5 separate regions of the Sus scrofa genome follow, and regions 1, 2, 3 and 5 are each linked to region 4. A link is a contact called in public Hi-C, HiChIP or PLAC-seq and promoter capture Hi-C data. All regions are on one chromosome and are shown on one strand. The core of a region is the stretch at or near the end of the contact, and the rest is flanking DNA. Distances in the headings are between cores, read along the strand shown.

The links. Promoter capture Hi-C pulls out the DNA fragments that hold promoters and counts their contacts. Hi-C and Micro-C count contacts between places; a contact is called where the count stands out from the background. HiChIP or PLAC-seq counts read pairs in DNA pulled down with a chosen protein or histone mark.
Region 1: a contact with region 4 is called in a Hi-C map of embryonic fibroblasts, with 2.3 times the contacts expected there. The contact joins the enhancer-like site here to the promoter of PLGRKT in region 4. A contact is called at or near these places in 2 of 5 promoter capture datasets (fetal liver and fetal skeletal muscle), 8 of 47 Hi-C or Micro-C datasets (alveolar macrophages, embryonic fibroblasts, mesenteric adipose tissue and 5 more) and 2 of 2 datasets of contacts at active chromatin or transcription factors (alveolar macrophages and skeletal muscle).
Region 2: an H3K27ac HiChIP or PLAC-seq map of alveolar macrophages shows a contact between it and region 4. The contact joins the promoter of AK3 here to the promoter of PLGRKT in region 4. A contact is called at or near these places in 2 of 5 promoter capture datasets (fetal skeletal muscle and liver), 18 of 47 Hi-C or Micro-C datasets (adipocytes, alveolar macrophages, brain and 11 more) and 2 of 2 datasets of contacts at active chromatin or transcription factors (alveolar macrophages and skeletal muscle).
Region 3: a contact with region 4 is called in an H3K27ac HiChIP or PLAC-seq map of alveolar macrophages. The contact joins the promoter of RCL1 here to the promoter of PLGRKT in region 4. A contact is called at or near these places in 3 of 5 promoter capture datasets (fetal liver, fetal skeletal muscle and skeletal muscle), 6 of 47 Hi-C or Micro-C datasets (blood, fetal liver, fibroblasts and 2 more) and 2 of 2 datasets of contacts at active chromatin or transcription factors (alveolar macrophages and skeletal muscle).
Region 5: a promoter capture Hi-C map of fetal skeletal muscle shows a contact between it and region 4, with 3 times the contacts expected there. The contact joins the promoter of SPATA6L here to the promoter of PLGRKT in region 4. A contact is called at or near these places in 2 of 5 promoter capture datasets (fetal skeletal muscle and liver), 3 of 47 Hi-C or Micro-C datasets (embryonic fibroblasts, liver and skeletal muscle) and 2 of 2 datasets of contacts at active chromatin or transcription factors (alveolar macrophages and skeletal muscle).

The regions. Positions count from the first base shown.
Region 1 is chr1:217,345,990-217,348,689 of Sscrofa11.1, forward strand. SPATA6L (spermatogenesis associated 6-like protein) reads left to right here. Exons shown (of 13, transcript XM_021064067.1): 12 at 619-721. The coding sequence ends at 708. Among named protein-coding and RNA genes, the nearest start is that of CDC37L1, 59 kb to the left of the region's middle. Within about 2 kb of position 1,387, at least 6 of the 83 cell types and tissues checked have an H3K27ac peak or open chromatin away from gene starts, as enhancers often do. A contact at or near this core is called in embryonic fibroblasts, where this site is marked.
Region 2 is chr1:217,235,241-217,237,940 of Sscrofa11.1, forward strand. AK3 (GTP:AMP phosphotransferase AK3, mitochondrial) reads left to right here and starts at 1,321. Exons shown (of 5, transcript XM_021064132.1): 1 at 1,321-1,342. It overlaps LOC106509181 (a long non-coding RNA gene), which reads right to left and starts at 1,781. Exons shown (of 4, transcript XR_001306485.2): 1 at 1,484-1,781.
Region 3 is chr1:217,203,534-217,206,233 of Sscrofa11.1, forward strand. It overlaps RCL1 (RNA 3'-terminal phosphate cyclase-like protein), which reads right to left and starts at 1,427. Exons shown (of 9, transcript XM_001926437.4): 1 at 1,053-1,427. The coding sequence starts at 1,419.
Region 4 is chr1:216,690,623-216,693,322 of Sscrofa11.1, forward strand. It overlaps PLGRKT (plasminogen receptor with a C-terminal lysine), which reads left to right and starts at 1,449. Exons shown (of 5, transcript NM_001190217.1): 1 at 1,449-1,529. It also overlaps a transcript of CD274 not described here.
Region 5 is chr1:217,286,673-217,289,372 of Sscrofa11.1, forward strand. It overlaps SPATA6L (spermatogenesis associated 6-like protein), which reads left to right and starts at 1,289. Exons shown (of 13, transcript XM_021064067.1): 1 at 1,289-1,357. It overlaps CDC37L1 (hsp90 co-chaperone Cdc37-like 1), which reads right to left and starts at 1,324. Exons shown (of 7, transcript XM_003121918.5): 1 at 979-1,324. The coding sequence starts at 1,110.

The DNA of each region.
Region 1 (2,700 bases), core at 137-2,636, 660 kb after region 4:
AGCAGTTCAAAATAATTCAAATGGAAGGTTAACAGTGACCCCTCGTGGTTGGATTTCACCATGCTTTGTAGTTGAATTGGTCATCGTGACTTTTAAATGCTGGCATATCTTAGATTTGTAGGATCATACTTAAAAACGAATATTGATTACTCTCGTCACCAGGATGGTGAATTACCTTATTGCCACTCTGCAAAGTCATTTGCTTTACTTTGTTAATTCTCAATCGTTTCAGTAAGGGAATCCCTGTAAAATGTAAAAAGAAAGGAAGGGAGGGAGGAGGAAGGGAGAGTGGGAGTGAGGAAGAGAGAGGAAAGAAAGAAGAAAGGAAGAGAGAGGAAAGAAAGAAGAAAGGAAGAGAGAGGAAAGAAAGAAGAAAGGAAGAGAGAGGAAAGAAAGAAAGAAAGGGAGAGAAAAAGAAGGAAGGGAAGGAAGGAAGGAACGAAAGAGGGAGGAAAAAAAGAAATAGTATCTACCTACACACATGTATCATGAACAGAATACATATGGTGTATATGGGATTCATAGGCCTTTAAAATGCAAAACTACACATCTGGATATCATTGGTCTAGATTATATTATGAGTAATCTGATTGCTGGATTTGTTTTTGTTGTACCTAGGAAGACTCCATCTCTGAAGTAAATTATATCCTTGAAAGACCAAGCTACCCTCTGAAGAAATACCCAGTGCATGAGCAGAGATTTTTTTAAGCTGCTGTCCTACGTAAGTAAGCAGCTTAAATGCCTTTTCTTGATTTGTTAAAATAATTTCAGTTTCCATCTGTCAATATGAAGTAACTAGAAGATGTGGTGGACAGAATTTGAGGAGGAGATAAGAACCACATTCTTCCTTCACACGATATAATATTGGTCTGCCAGCAATCTTGCCTCCTCTTATACCCTTCTCTCTCTCTCTCCCCTTACATAATGGCCCCTCTTTCAGCTCCTCGAACACAAGTTCTTTCCTGCTCTGGGGCCTCTGCATGTGCTTTCTGCCTGGAATACTTTTTCTTGATCCTGTTTGGATCTCTTCTGTTTATCCTCAGGTCTCATGACTTTCCATGGCATTCCCTCCTTCTCTGAGGTACATACACCTTTTAGCACCCTGTATTTTTCTTTTGTAAAGTATGACACAGCTTGTTATATTTTTATGTGGGTCAGTTGTTTAAAAATCTGTCCCTTCTACTTGATCAAAAACGTTCCCGAGGTCAGGGCCTCTGTTGTCCTGCTCACTATTTTACAGCCAGCATTACAATGGGATCCCATTTAACCTAGGTGAACTAAACCACGTACCCTAAACAAGAACCTAACTGCCCCCCCCCACTGTCCTGTCACCACCCTTGCATCAGATGACCTTCCACTGTGGTTGGTGCTCAGTAAATATTTTTTGAGTGACTGTTGAATGAGGTGATGAGGCAACTCTCAAATTCAGATATGTGGTAAGAAGTTGGTCACACTGTGGGCTGTCCTCATTTCTCAGGTTTTCTCTTCTTTCCGATCCTACCCAGGCACAAGATAAGAATAGCTCTTCCTTGTTAACTGCTTCCTGAGTGCCAGGAACTAGCCCAAATACTTCACTTGTATTAAATGAGTTAATATTTAATTATCACAACAACCCTACGAACTATGAAGTAGGTCCTATCATGGGTTCCATTTTACAGATAAGGAGAGGTTAGGTACCTTGCTCAAGGTAACATGGTCACTGAACCCAGGTAATCTGGCTTCAGTGACCATGCTTTTAACCATTACATTCCACTGTTCCATACACCTAGAGTATGTACTAGAACCCTGAGGAGAAAGGCCTCTGCGCCCTTTGGAACCCGAGCAGAGCTCATGGATGTTGCTCTTGAATATCCCGCATGAAAGTCCTGTAGTGTTGTATCATGTAGTCCCTCATTCTAGCAACACTGAAATAATTACAGCTCTTTTTAAACAATAAGGGAGTGTGCCACAAGTCACCTTGTCCAGGGATGCCCAGGATTCCCTGCCTTCAGCCAAAGGAATGTGGAGGACAGCTCAGTAATTTCCCATTTTGTAGGCTTCTACCTTAGAACGTTCTGCTTGGTAGATTAAAGGATGATTCTGGGCCACCTAATCGCTGGTCGCCAAAATAGTCATCTGGGCATTTATTAGGTGGTTGTACAGAACACAGCCCACATAATTACCACCTGGGGAACATGACCCACATGATTACCAAATGCCAAATTGTGTTAACTTTCAACATGGCTAACATCAAGTTACATAAAGCCCTGAACCAGCTGATATGTGGGTTGTGATGTAAGGGGTTAGAGAGAAGGTAAGAAAAAAAATTAGTAAATTCTATCTTAGGAAATAGGTTTCCTTTATAACATGAGTTCCCACCCAGTGGTTTGGAATATGTTCATATGCCTTCGCTGAAAGCTCTCCATACCATCTCTTCCAGACCCCATTTGAGTCATGGATTCCTGGTGAGGCTGGGTTCTGAAGGACTGTGTTAGTGAAAGTTTTCATGGTGTAAAGAACCCAGGTGACTTTGGCTCATGTTAAGCAAACGGGGCATTGGATAGAAAGATGTTGAGTTCTTGGTGAATTTAGGGAAGATCCAAACAAGCAGGGTCTAGCAGCTAATAGGGGACAACTAGAGTCACCCCTGTGCACTGAGAAGACAGCCCTGGAGAGGAGCATTTGGGAGAAGACCCAGCAGGTTTCTACTCCTTGTCCCTA
Region 2 (2,700 bases), core at 71-2,570, 540 kb after region 4:
GTATTAATGTTTAGTTTGAGCTCAGTGTGTTTACCACTAGGGCAAGTTGAAGGGGGAAGAACCAGCCCAAACGAATGTGTGTGCACAGCCAAATGACTGCGCTAAGCTCAGTTGCCAAGAGATTTCTCAGTCTGGCAGTTACTTATTCATTTCTCGGTCATAATCAACAAACTTTAGCAAAGCTGCAGCTCTGTGGGGCCTGGTGATATGACCACAACACTCAGCTTTTCCTCCCCTATGACAGAATGATTTCTCAGTTGTTTGTTTTCTTTCTAAGCTAAATATCTCCCAGGATTTTCTTTCAGATCTCTTTGCAGCCAAACCCTCAAATGTTCCTGGCTTTGGAAATTAGGACTCTCTACACACCTTCAGGTTCTCCGGTGTTTCGTAACTTCTACTTGTCCAGACTTTTTCATTCTTTTGTTAGTTCTGTTCCTTAAGTTTTCTGGTACTTTCATTTATGTTCTTTTTCTTTGCTTAATCCCTTCCTGTTTTCCATGGGTTATTATTTTTTTTAATCTTTTTTTTCTAATTACATGAGTTGAATGTTAATTCATCTTCATTCTCTCCTAGTAATAAAATATGTACGAGCTACTAAATATCTTTCCAACTACAGCACTGTCTACCTATTAAATCCCCCCACCCATTCACCAAGCTCAGGTTCACTGGGGAGCACACTTTCCCTTACCACCTCTCTCTGAAATAATTTCTATCTTTTAAATTGAAAAGCAGTTTGGGGCCACACGTTTGGTAACTTCTGAGGAAGGTGGCACTTGTTTATTTTTCACAGAGCCTTCTCTCTGCCTTAGTATAATGTCCTGACACAGAGAAATGATAGCAATGATGGGTAACTTTAACGTAATATTGAACACTACCCTGCAGCTGGCATTGTACTTTACACAGTTTTAACAACTTCCATGCCCATTTTACAGAGGAAATAGGTTCAATTTTTTTGCCTTGTGTTTCTCTTCCTGGAACACACCAAATATTCCATCTCTAGGGTTTTTTCCCCTTGCCTTTGTCTCTTTCCCTCCACCTTCCCATTTAGTGCTGAGAGCAAATGCCATTTCTTCAAAGCTTTACTGACCATCTCCACACATTGTTTTGTTTTGTTCGGAGTATGAGCTCAAATTATCCTTCAAATATTTCTGTTTCCTTGTTACGATCTGCCTCAACCACTAAACTTTCAATTCTAAGGAGCAGACATTTTACTGAAAAAATATTTATGTAATCAGTGTATTGCCACAGGCAAAAAATGGAGCCTGTGGAAGAGCCAATACTTTCAAGCTCAGCTGAGTGCAAGCAACAACTACTTTTGAATCCCAAAGTGTGGTCCTAGGAGGTAAGAGACACCCCTCAATAGACCTATGACATGGAGCACCTCACTCAATTTCAACTTAGATTCCTCTCGTGGGAAATGAAGAGGAAGGCCCTATCGGCTCATTGTCACCCACTGTGATTCTACCCACTATGATAAACGTACCTTAAAAATTAGCTCGAGAAAGCCAGGGAGAAGAGTCGCAGGGCAACTGAGGAAGAGAAGGGAAGGGAGAAATCTGCAGGCTGGGGGCGGGGAGAAGGGGAGCGTTTGATGACTCTGAGAACCCAGGGGCAGTGGTGGCGAGGGGGCCGCAAGTAGGGGTCGCGCGGGGGAGGGGGCTGGAGTTGGGAAGGGCACCTGACGGGCGGCACGGTAGACCCTCTCTCTGGGACTCGGCAGCACTGGGCACGGCGTGAAAGGTGCGTCAAGGGTGTCAGGCGGGGGGCAGGTAAGGATGATATCCAGTAACCAAGGGGCGCAGAGCGGGGCCCAGGGTTCAGAAGGGGACGCGGGAGGAGTGGCCAAGTGTGCGAGGAACCGGACGAGGTCTCCCCGGCTGGGACTGGGCAGGACAGGGCAAGGCACTGACAGGTGCGAGGTGAGGACCTGAGGGAAGTAGGGGGTATTCAGGGGCCGGGGGGGGGGGTGCCTGGAGGCGCAAAAGAGGTGCAGAGGGAAGCCGGCGAGTGGGGAGGAGGCGCTAAGGGACGTGGGTCGCGCGGGTCGGCGAAGGAGCCCACAGAGGTCTCACAGGAAGCGCGGAGGGGGCGAGGCTTGCGCTCGACTTGCGCGGGCGGGGCTGGGCCGGGCGAGGGGGAGGGGGTGCCCCGAGTCGCTGGGGGCAGGCGGGCGGGGCTGCTCGGTTGCCTATCGCCTCACTTCCGGGCTCGCCTGAGAGCTGAGGCCGACGCCAGCTCGCAGCGCTGCCAGCTGCTCAGCCGCGGACCACCGAGCGGGTGAGAGCGTAGCCAGGCCGAATCCCCATCGTTCGCGCAGCCCAGGCCTCTCTCTGCGGCCATGGGGGCGTCTGCGCGGTTACTGCGCGCAGCGATCATGGGGGCGCCCGGCTCCGGCAAGGGCACTGTGTCCTCGCGCATCACCAAACACTTCGAGCTGAAGCACCTCTCCAGTGGGGACCTGCTCCGAGACAATATGCTTCGGGGCACAGGTGGGAGCCGGGGCGGGAAGGGCAGCGGTTCACGGTCGCCTGGGTGGGATTTGTGGGTGGAGGGACAGGGGCGGAGAAGTGGGTCCCGGGAATGTGGGTCTGGGGTATGGGGGTCTGGGGTATGGGCGCAGCATCTTCCAATTGCCGCCCAGTAGGGAGACCTCCCGCTTCTGAGCGACTGCTCCCCGAACCTTTGGTCTCTACGGACAGC
Region 3 (2,700 bases), core at 177-2,676, 510 kb after region 4:
CCTTATGTGCAACTAATCAGCATTTAAGAGAGGGAGAAACATAAACGTCCAGAAAATGCATTCAGAGAGATGATGAAATATGCAGGGACCAATACAAAATCAAACACATCAACAGGATCCAGAAAGCTTGCAGGACCAAAAATAAGCCCTCTCTTCCTTCAATTTGCAGATAGGTTTTGTTTTGTTTTTTCCTTTTTTGCTTTAACTGATTTTACCAATTTGGGATAACCAGGCAGAAGCTTTTAAATATATGTGTCATTCCAGGGGACCAGATAAAACTCGGAGCCATTAACCTTGATGTGGGTTTAAATGGGGCCTTATTTTTCATCTATCTTTGTAGGGCAAAAATAGCTTGGAAGCCTGTAGTTTAGCGCTTGTCACCAACCCTTTACTAAAGTCAAGGCAATTAGGCCCATGACTGTTAAAAAATTTATTTCAAAGCTCTTGTCCTGCACACATCAATCTCAATCGCGGCTGAAAACAAAGAATTTTCTAAAATTCTTTAATCCACACCCAAGATGTGTGAGGGCAGCCGAGAAATCATGGCGACAGGGACAGCCAGTATCCAAGGGGGTAGCTGCTTCTGAGACCTGTTTTGGGACAGAGGACGGAACCAATCAGTGGTACTTTTCTCTCCAAATCTCTCTCCATCTTTACATCTGCCCATTCACCACATTTCGTTCCAACAAACTGCTTCTCTCCTTTAAAGATTTATGGCTGAGCAAGACCGACTGAAGACAAGTGAGGGGGCGATGCCTGGGATCTGCTGCGACACGTAAACCTGGGAAAACGTGTAGCTGTTTACTACCAGCGCGGGTAGACGCCACCGAGCACAGAGCGCAGCTGAGCGCACCCCTCAGGGCTCAACCCCTCCTCCCGCACAGCCTCTCGCGCGTTCCGGTGCGGGGGTGGGGGTGGAGGGTACAAACCATGAGCCCTCCCCCACGCGCCCGTAGGATCCCGAGGCTCCCCGCGCACCGGCCCCCTGGGCATTAGCGCCGTCTCTCTTCAGCTCAGCGCCCACCCCTAGCGCTCCCCAACCCCGGAGTTACCTCGAAGGCCTGGGTTGTCGTCTCTGGCCCGAATCTTTCGGATTTTGACGGGGCGCCCGCTCAAAGTGGACAGGACCAGACGCTGGCGCAAGAAGTTGCAGCCCGTGTAGCTGAGGGAGTGCGCCTGGGTCGCCATGTGCACGCTCTCCGCAAAGGAGCGGGCGGCCGGGGCGAGGCGACTTTGGACGGGCGCGAGGGTCTTGACTCTTGGGGTGGCGCCGACAGCTGCTGTGGCGGCCCAGGTTCCCTCCCGCAGCCCCCGCAGCCCCCGGCGCGTCCACGTGGTTTGGAACAGGAAGACAGAGAGACGAGACACCGGGTCAGAGGGGAGTGGGGCGGAGCGGGTGACCGCCTCTCCGCCTCCCATCCCCGCTGGGGGCGGCCCCCCGAACCGGGCCACACTGCTATTGGCCCGTGCTGGATCAGGGCGGTGCCCACGCCGCGCAGCTATTGGCCCGTTTTGCAGCTGGGCGGTGCCCGGGCCCTGCTACTATTGGCTTGTGTTGGGGCTGGGCGTTGCCGGGGCCCCAGCAACAGTGCTCCGCGGGAGGAGCGCGCTAGGCTGGCCAGTGAGCCTACGCAAGGGAGCTCGCCTACCCCGCCAGTCTCCGAGGGTGTCTCCCGGCGTGGGGGCAATGGGAGGCGACCAACTGGGCTTGAGTGCCTACTTCGTACCTGGTATTTAGCATCACCATTTACGGCAATCTCTGGGATGTGGATGGTATTATCTCCGCCGTTTTCTTAACACAGAAGAAAACAGGATTGGCGCGCTTTACCCTGTTGCAAACACCGTACTGATTGCCCAGCCAGCGGCCGTCCCCTCACTCCCCGCTATAACCCTACGAGGTACTACCATTCCCGACCTGCACATGCGAAAAGATTCGAGAAACATTGCAAGGCTGACACTGCCAGCATGCACTGGACCCGAGTCTTCCGACACCTGGCCATTGCTTATGAGACACCAAGCTTTGCCTCTTTCACAGCGGTCTCTTCCTTTGCAGTCACTGCCCTTACTGCCAAGTCAGGTCCTCCCATGCCACATGCCTCAAAATGAGTAGTTATACAACTTACACAAACACGCACCTCTTCTACTCCTGCACACCAAAATCTTCCCAAAGATTGGATTATGTCCCTTCTCTGCTCAAAAATCTTCAGTGATATGCAGTTAACAAATGACTACAAAGTTAAGCATCTGTTACCACAATAACGTTGGCTTGCAGCCATTCTTGGATAATATCACCAGATCATGAGTTCCAGAATACATGGAGGTAAAGGAGCTCTGGAAGGGGTGGGAGCTTGAGTAAGATTAAAGAAGGTAGCTAGCCCTATGTGGATAAGATTCAGCTACAAGGAATCCACTGAGAGATCTAAGCTCTTATAGGGTGACAGGTTATTAGAATTTAACAGAATCAGCCCTGAAATCCACTGAGGGAGGTAGGTAATCCATTTACATTATTGCCATTTTTTTGTGTAATCTTTTTAGGGCTGTACTCAGAGTGGCATATGGAAGTTCTCAGGCTAGGGGTTGAATCAGAGCTGCAGCCTAAGACCTACGCCACAGCAACACTGGATCCAAGCCACATCTTTGACCTACGCCACAGCCACACTGCGGCAACACCAGATCCTTAACCCAGTGAGAGAGGCCAGG
Region 4 (2,700 bases), core at 199-2,698:
TGACTTCTTTCCTCTAGTGAACAACATAGCTCCTGTTGGGTAGTCCTTTCATACAGTCACAGCTATTGCTCTTGCCTAGTTTTAATAATTGCTCCCTTCTCCTTGTCCCTTTAGACCTAGAGTTAGTAACAGGTTGCCACTGTTGCTGGTTACTGCTATTTACTTAATGCTAACTGTGTTCCAGACACTGTGCTAAGTGCCTAAATATTTATCTCATTTAGTCTTCACAGTCCAATAAATTAAATGGCTTCAGTCCTATTGTAGAGATGATAAAAGTTAAATTTTGGAGAGGATGAAGAGTGACAGTGATGGATATCAAATAAAGGTTTGCTTATGCTAGATGTCGTGCAAACGCTATCACATCAGTTGCTATCCTCTCTTAATGAGTCCAAGACGTCCTGCACTCAAATGATATCATATCAGTTGCTTTCCTCTCTTAATGAGTCCAAGTTCCAAATGGCTTCGCTTCTGTGTGCCCAGGTCACTCTGGCAAGATGGTGGGGTGGTGTTCACTCACATGCAGAGCCTGGGGGAGATTAAATGCTTTCTTCACTGATGTGAGGGTCAGACAAGGCTAAGGGCAGGGACCTTTCTCAAGGCCAAAGCCTGGTAAAGTCCTTGATATTCTTCCAAGCCGTGTAGTAGCAAAGAAAAGTATGCCAACAGTTCCTCAAGTTTTTCCTCAAGGAAACTCAGAGAAGGACCTGACTTACTCAAGACAAAAATTACTGGTGAGGGTGAGAAGAAATGATTACCTCTCAGGGTAGCAGGGGAGAAAGATGTGCTCGGTCAAAGAAACTGGATTGGTAACTCTGACCAGGTCTATTCTTTTTTCGTTTCCTGCCTTAACATTTTTGCCACTTTAATGGGTGGCAATTTAACAGATGGAAGAGACTGAGGCTCCAACAAATTAAATAAACTATGTCTGTGCTGATATTCAAAGGGGGGGGGGATCTACCCTCGACATTAAACATTCTGTAAAGCAGAAAAGCCCTTACAAATTTTTATAACTGTGGATTATATATATTTCAATGACAACCTCATGAGACACATTCTCGAAACAGACCTTACAAGTGGTAGTTGACTTAATTACTGGAGAATAACTATGACATGGCTCATTAAGCTCTCCAGAGAGAGTTTTACTTTGAGAGGGAACATGACTTGCTCAAGCTCCTCGTGGGTAAGTGACAAACCTCACTGAGTCATTTAAGTGCGATTTCCATGCTGCTCTCTCTCTGCCTCCTTTAAATTTGATTGCTGAGTCCCTGTGGTTTTGAATTTTCCTCTTTGACCCGCCGCTCCCAGGCGCCTGGCGGAAAAGAACATACCAGACCTTCAAGGTCAAGCTTGCGGGCCCTTTAAGGAGAGCTGCGCTGATTGGCTGAGGCTCGGAATTGTCTGTCATGGCCAGCCAATCCTGAGGCACTGTGGGAGTGAGGCCCAGTTCCCTGCGGCGGTCTAGGAGAAGCCAGGCCTGGAAGCCTCCGTTGAGACCGGAGAGACCCGGCGCCTCTACTGCCCACTGCCCAGTGAGTGTGCACCGGCCGAGCGGGCCAGGCTGGCCTCAGGTGGCTGGGGAGGGCGGGTCCCCGCAGTTGCGAGTGCGAGAGCTGAGCCCGTGGGGGTCCCCAGCTTGACGGGCCGCGCTGGGCGCCCTCCCCTCAAGAGCGACCTTGGCTTCCTCAGCTGCTAGTGCCGACCAGTACTGCCAGCCTCGTTTGAAGGAGTCGTTCTCCCTTGCATAGACTGAGGGCTCTCCCATAACGTTGTAATTATGCTGGGGAAGTAGGCAGAGAGTTGTTTACGGAAATCAACATATCATTACATATCACTGCAGGAGTTACCCAAGTTACAGTAATTGGGTCCAGGGTGCGCAGGTGGAGTTAACGTAGGGAAAACCTTCCGGAAGCTGTGGGAGTTCTGGGCTGGAATCTATAGGGGAAATGCGCTAGTTTGAATGGAACGCGCAAGCTAGAATTTGTAGGGGAAGTGGTCTAATTTGAATGAAACCCAAAGACATTGAAAACGATCGTAATCATGCAACTAGTTATAAATGCAGGTTGTTAATACGTCATTTGTTCAGGAAATGAGTCAGTGCACAAATCTGGATGACACACTTATAGGTCATGGAATTATTAATTTTTTTAAGGTAAAATCAAATCCTGAATTCCTAGGTGTGACCCAAGGAGGATTTCTTGGAACTTGCAGCCCCAACACTCCTCAGAAATACCCCTATCTATTGCACAGCTGAGGCAGGGCTGGAGCATTAAAGAGACCTTTTTAAGGTCTCGTGAGTAATCAAAGGAAAAAATGAAGGCAGAAGAGACCCAGATCAGCATTCTTAGCCTTCTGAGACACAGTAGTGTCCAAGCTGTAATTAGTAAGGCATTTCTCTCCAATGACAAAGTGTTGGCAGTTTTGAAAACACTCATTTTTCAGGTGTGGTCTTCTTTGGGAATTACAGGGGAGCTCTTCCCCCTTCTACCTTTAACTCTTGGGAACATCTTCTAATACATCCAAACTACAATCCAGACCCAAAAGAACAAGGCCAAGAAAGATGTAAGCCAAAGTCCTAACTTCCCAGATAGTTTCTCTTCCCTAGGTGACTGACATAAGGATTGTCACTCTACTTTGGGGAGAGTCTACCCTCTTATAAATAGGGGCATTCTAAGGGATATAACTCTGACATACGGTGTGTGT
Region 5 (2,700 bases), core at 39-2,538, 600 kb after region 4:
CTAATCCTGAGAGCTGGGCATAGGATCGATGATCTTACACTTACTGGAAAACGATTGAAATCACTCATTTTCATTAAGAGCTAGCAAGATGAGTCCCGAGTAAAACTGTATTAATTCAGTTAAGCCCTCAGGGATCCCATTTTGCAAGAAGCCTAGAGGGCAGACACCTACAATTCGTTTCAGTGAGTTTAGTCCAGTGATCCTGAAATATACTTCAAAAACATACTCCAAGACAAAGTGACATGAACAGTAAGCACTGCCTAAGATAAGACCCAGGAAAACCCTAAATGATAGTATATCACATCCAGATAATTTTCAGAGTAAAGAAGGCTGGGCTGAAAACCACAAGCAGTTTCAGGGATCTGAGTAAGTCTGAAGGAAAAGGCAAATGCGTGCCTTTATGTTTTTACTTCAGAATGGTATGAAACAAAACTAAAATCATAATCATAAGGGGGAAATGGTCACGCCAATCAGTGAGCATGATTTACGCCATCAAAAGCCGAGTTTTACAGAATTTGCTCAGATGTCAAAAGTCAGTGAAATAAATTGGATCGGAAACGTTTATGTCAGGAGCTCAACCATTCACTGTTCTCATCAACTGTATATTAGAGCCGTCAACAGAATAAAGTACTCGGATAAATGCAGGCACAAGAGGACAAAGGGTCACTGTTATAGCGTGAACCGACCTAAATCTGCTGCTGTCAAAAGGCGGGTGACGGGGAGTAACTTCTTCCAAGGGTGAGAAATTAGCCAAGGTGAAAAAGGTGTGCGTGGAGGTTGGAAATAAATGGCCAGCCCCTCTTCGAAGACCTCAGTAGATGCTACAAAGCGATGGGATGGAATCAGGCCCCCGGCGCCCGGGGTGGGGAAGTGGGGACTCAGAACAGGGCACAGAAGAGGGTCGCAGGAACAGATAACTCTGGGGGCCTGGTGACGGAACCTTCTCATCCCCTCCGCAGAACGCGGGCCCCTTCTCACCTGGGAGCCGCCGCCGGGCAGCTGCAGGCAGCGGGGAGAACCAGGGGACACATCCAAGTCACTCTCTTCCTCAGCCTCACCTCCTGCCCGAGGGAGGCTCCAAGGTCCTGGCGGCGGCCACGGCTGCTCCATGTCCTGCTGCCCACAGCCCCACAACCTCTACTGCCAACCGACTTAGCGTTAGTGGAACCTACTGCGCGGTGCCAGCCGCCCCAGCCGGCGGGGGCCGTTACCCAGAATCCCTTGGCAGGCCGCGACGCCGACGCACGCCCCGTACTAGCCCAGGCAGCGCTACAGGCAGACGGCGGAAAAAGACTGACTCCACCTGAAACGTCATTTCCGGATTAGAAGGCGGAGCCTTCCTAGGCCCCTCCCAGAGGTGCGTCCCGGGGCCTGCAAGTAGGGGGTTTTGTCTGGAAGTCAGTTTTGTTTAAAACTCCCTTCTCTGAAGCCTTTCAGCGCTGCTGGTTTACCCTTAACGGCGCTGTTGGTCGTGTAGTATTAAATATTTATCTGGAGTTTCCTACGCAGTAAATGGTGGGTCCTAGAGGCCGGGGGGGGGGGGTGCTCGGACCAAATGTTATCCGCTTTGTGTATTGTTTAAAAACCAAGTCCTTCCTGTGCACTGATATGTAAACCGGTTTCTGAAGTGGGGGTGGGGGCAGTTAAAGTAGGGAGTAAGTTGAAAAGCGGCGCCGATTTTTCACTCATTTCAAGTTACAAACACCTAGATTCTGCGAAGCTTTGCGGGCGGGGCCGGGGGAAGGAGTATGCCAAAGGTAAAGTACTGCAAAGAGTAGGGCTTGAGAAAATAGTGTACCACCAATAGCGAGCGCATAGAGAGGGCTTCCTGTATTTATGCTTATTTCGTTTAATCGTAAAGATTTGTGCTCTCATTATCTCCTTTCTTGAGAAGAGGAAATAGATCCAGCATGCATAATGTCACACATTTTAACGGAAAGAAGTAGGATCTGCCCAGGGAGTTTAACTTCAAAACGTGCACATTTAACAATCAGGCTTTGTTGCCCTACTTGTAATTAAAGAGACCCAAATAAAAATGAGACGCCATTTTTTTAATCTTTTGAAGTTTGTCAATACCGAGTGTAGACAAGGTGTGAGGAAGTGCTATTAGAATATCATTTGTGTAACTTTTTTGGGAGGGGTAATTTGACAGTATTAGAGGTTTAAGTGCTTTGATTCAGCAATTTAAATACCAGGAAATTGTCCAACCAAGTTATTTTTTGCACCAATAAGCAGTGATTTACCTACAAAGGTGTTTATTGCAGCGTTTTGTGTGTGTGTGTGGGTGGCCAGGAAAAAAGAAGAAACAATCTAATTGCCCATCAATAGAGGATCTTAAATAAGTTATATATTAATATGATGGGATATTATCAATTTTAAAATGAGTAGATATAGGGAGCTCCCCTTGAGGCTCGGTGGTAATGAACCTGACTAGTATCCATAAGGATGCCTTTCCATCCCTGGCCTTGCTCAGTGGGTTAAAGAATCCAGCAACGGTTGTGTAGGCTGGCAGCTGTAGCTCTGATTGACACCTAGCCAGGTAACTTTCATATGCTGCAGGCATGACTCTAAAAAGCAAAAAAAGCAAAAGCAAAAAAAAAAAAAAAATAGATATAATGTGCTAATATAGATCAAATTCATACCTTATGGACCTATCCAGTGGGTCTAATGTAGGTTCTTATTCCCTCTCTAACCTGTAAC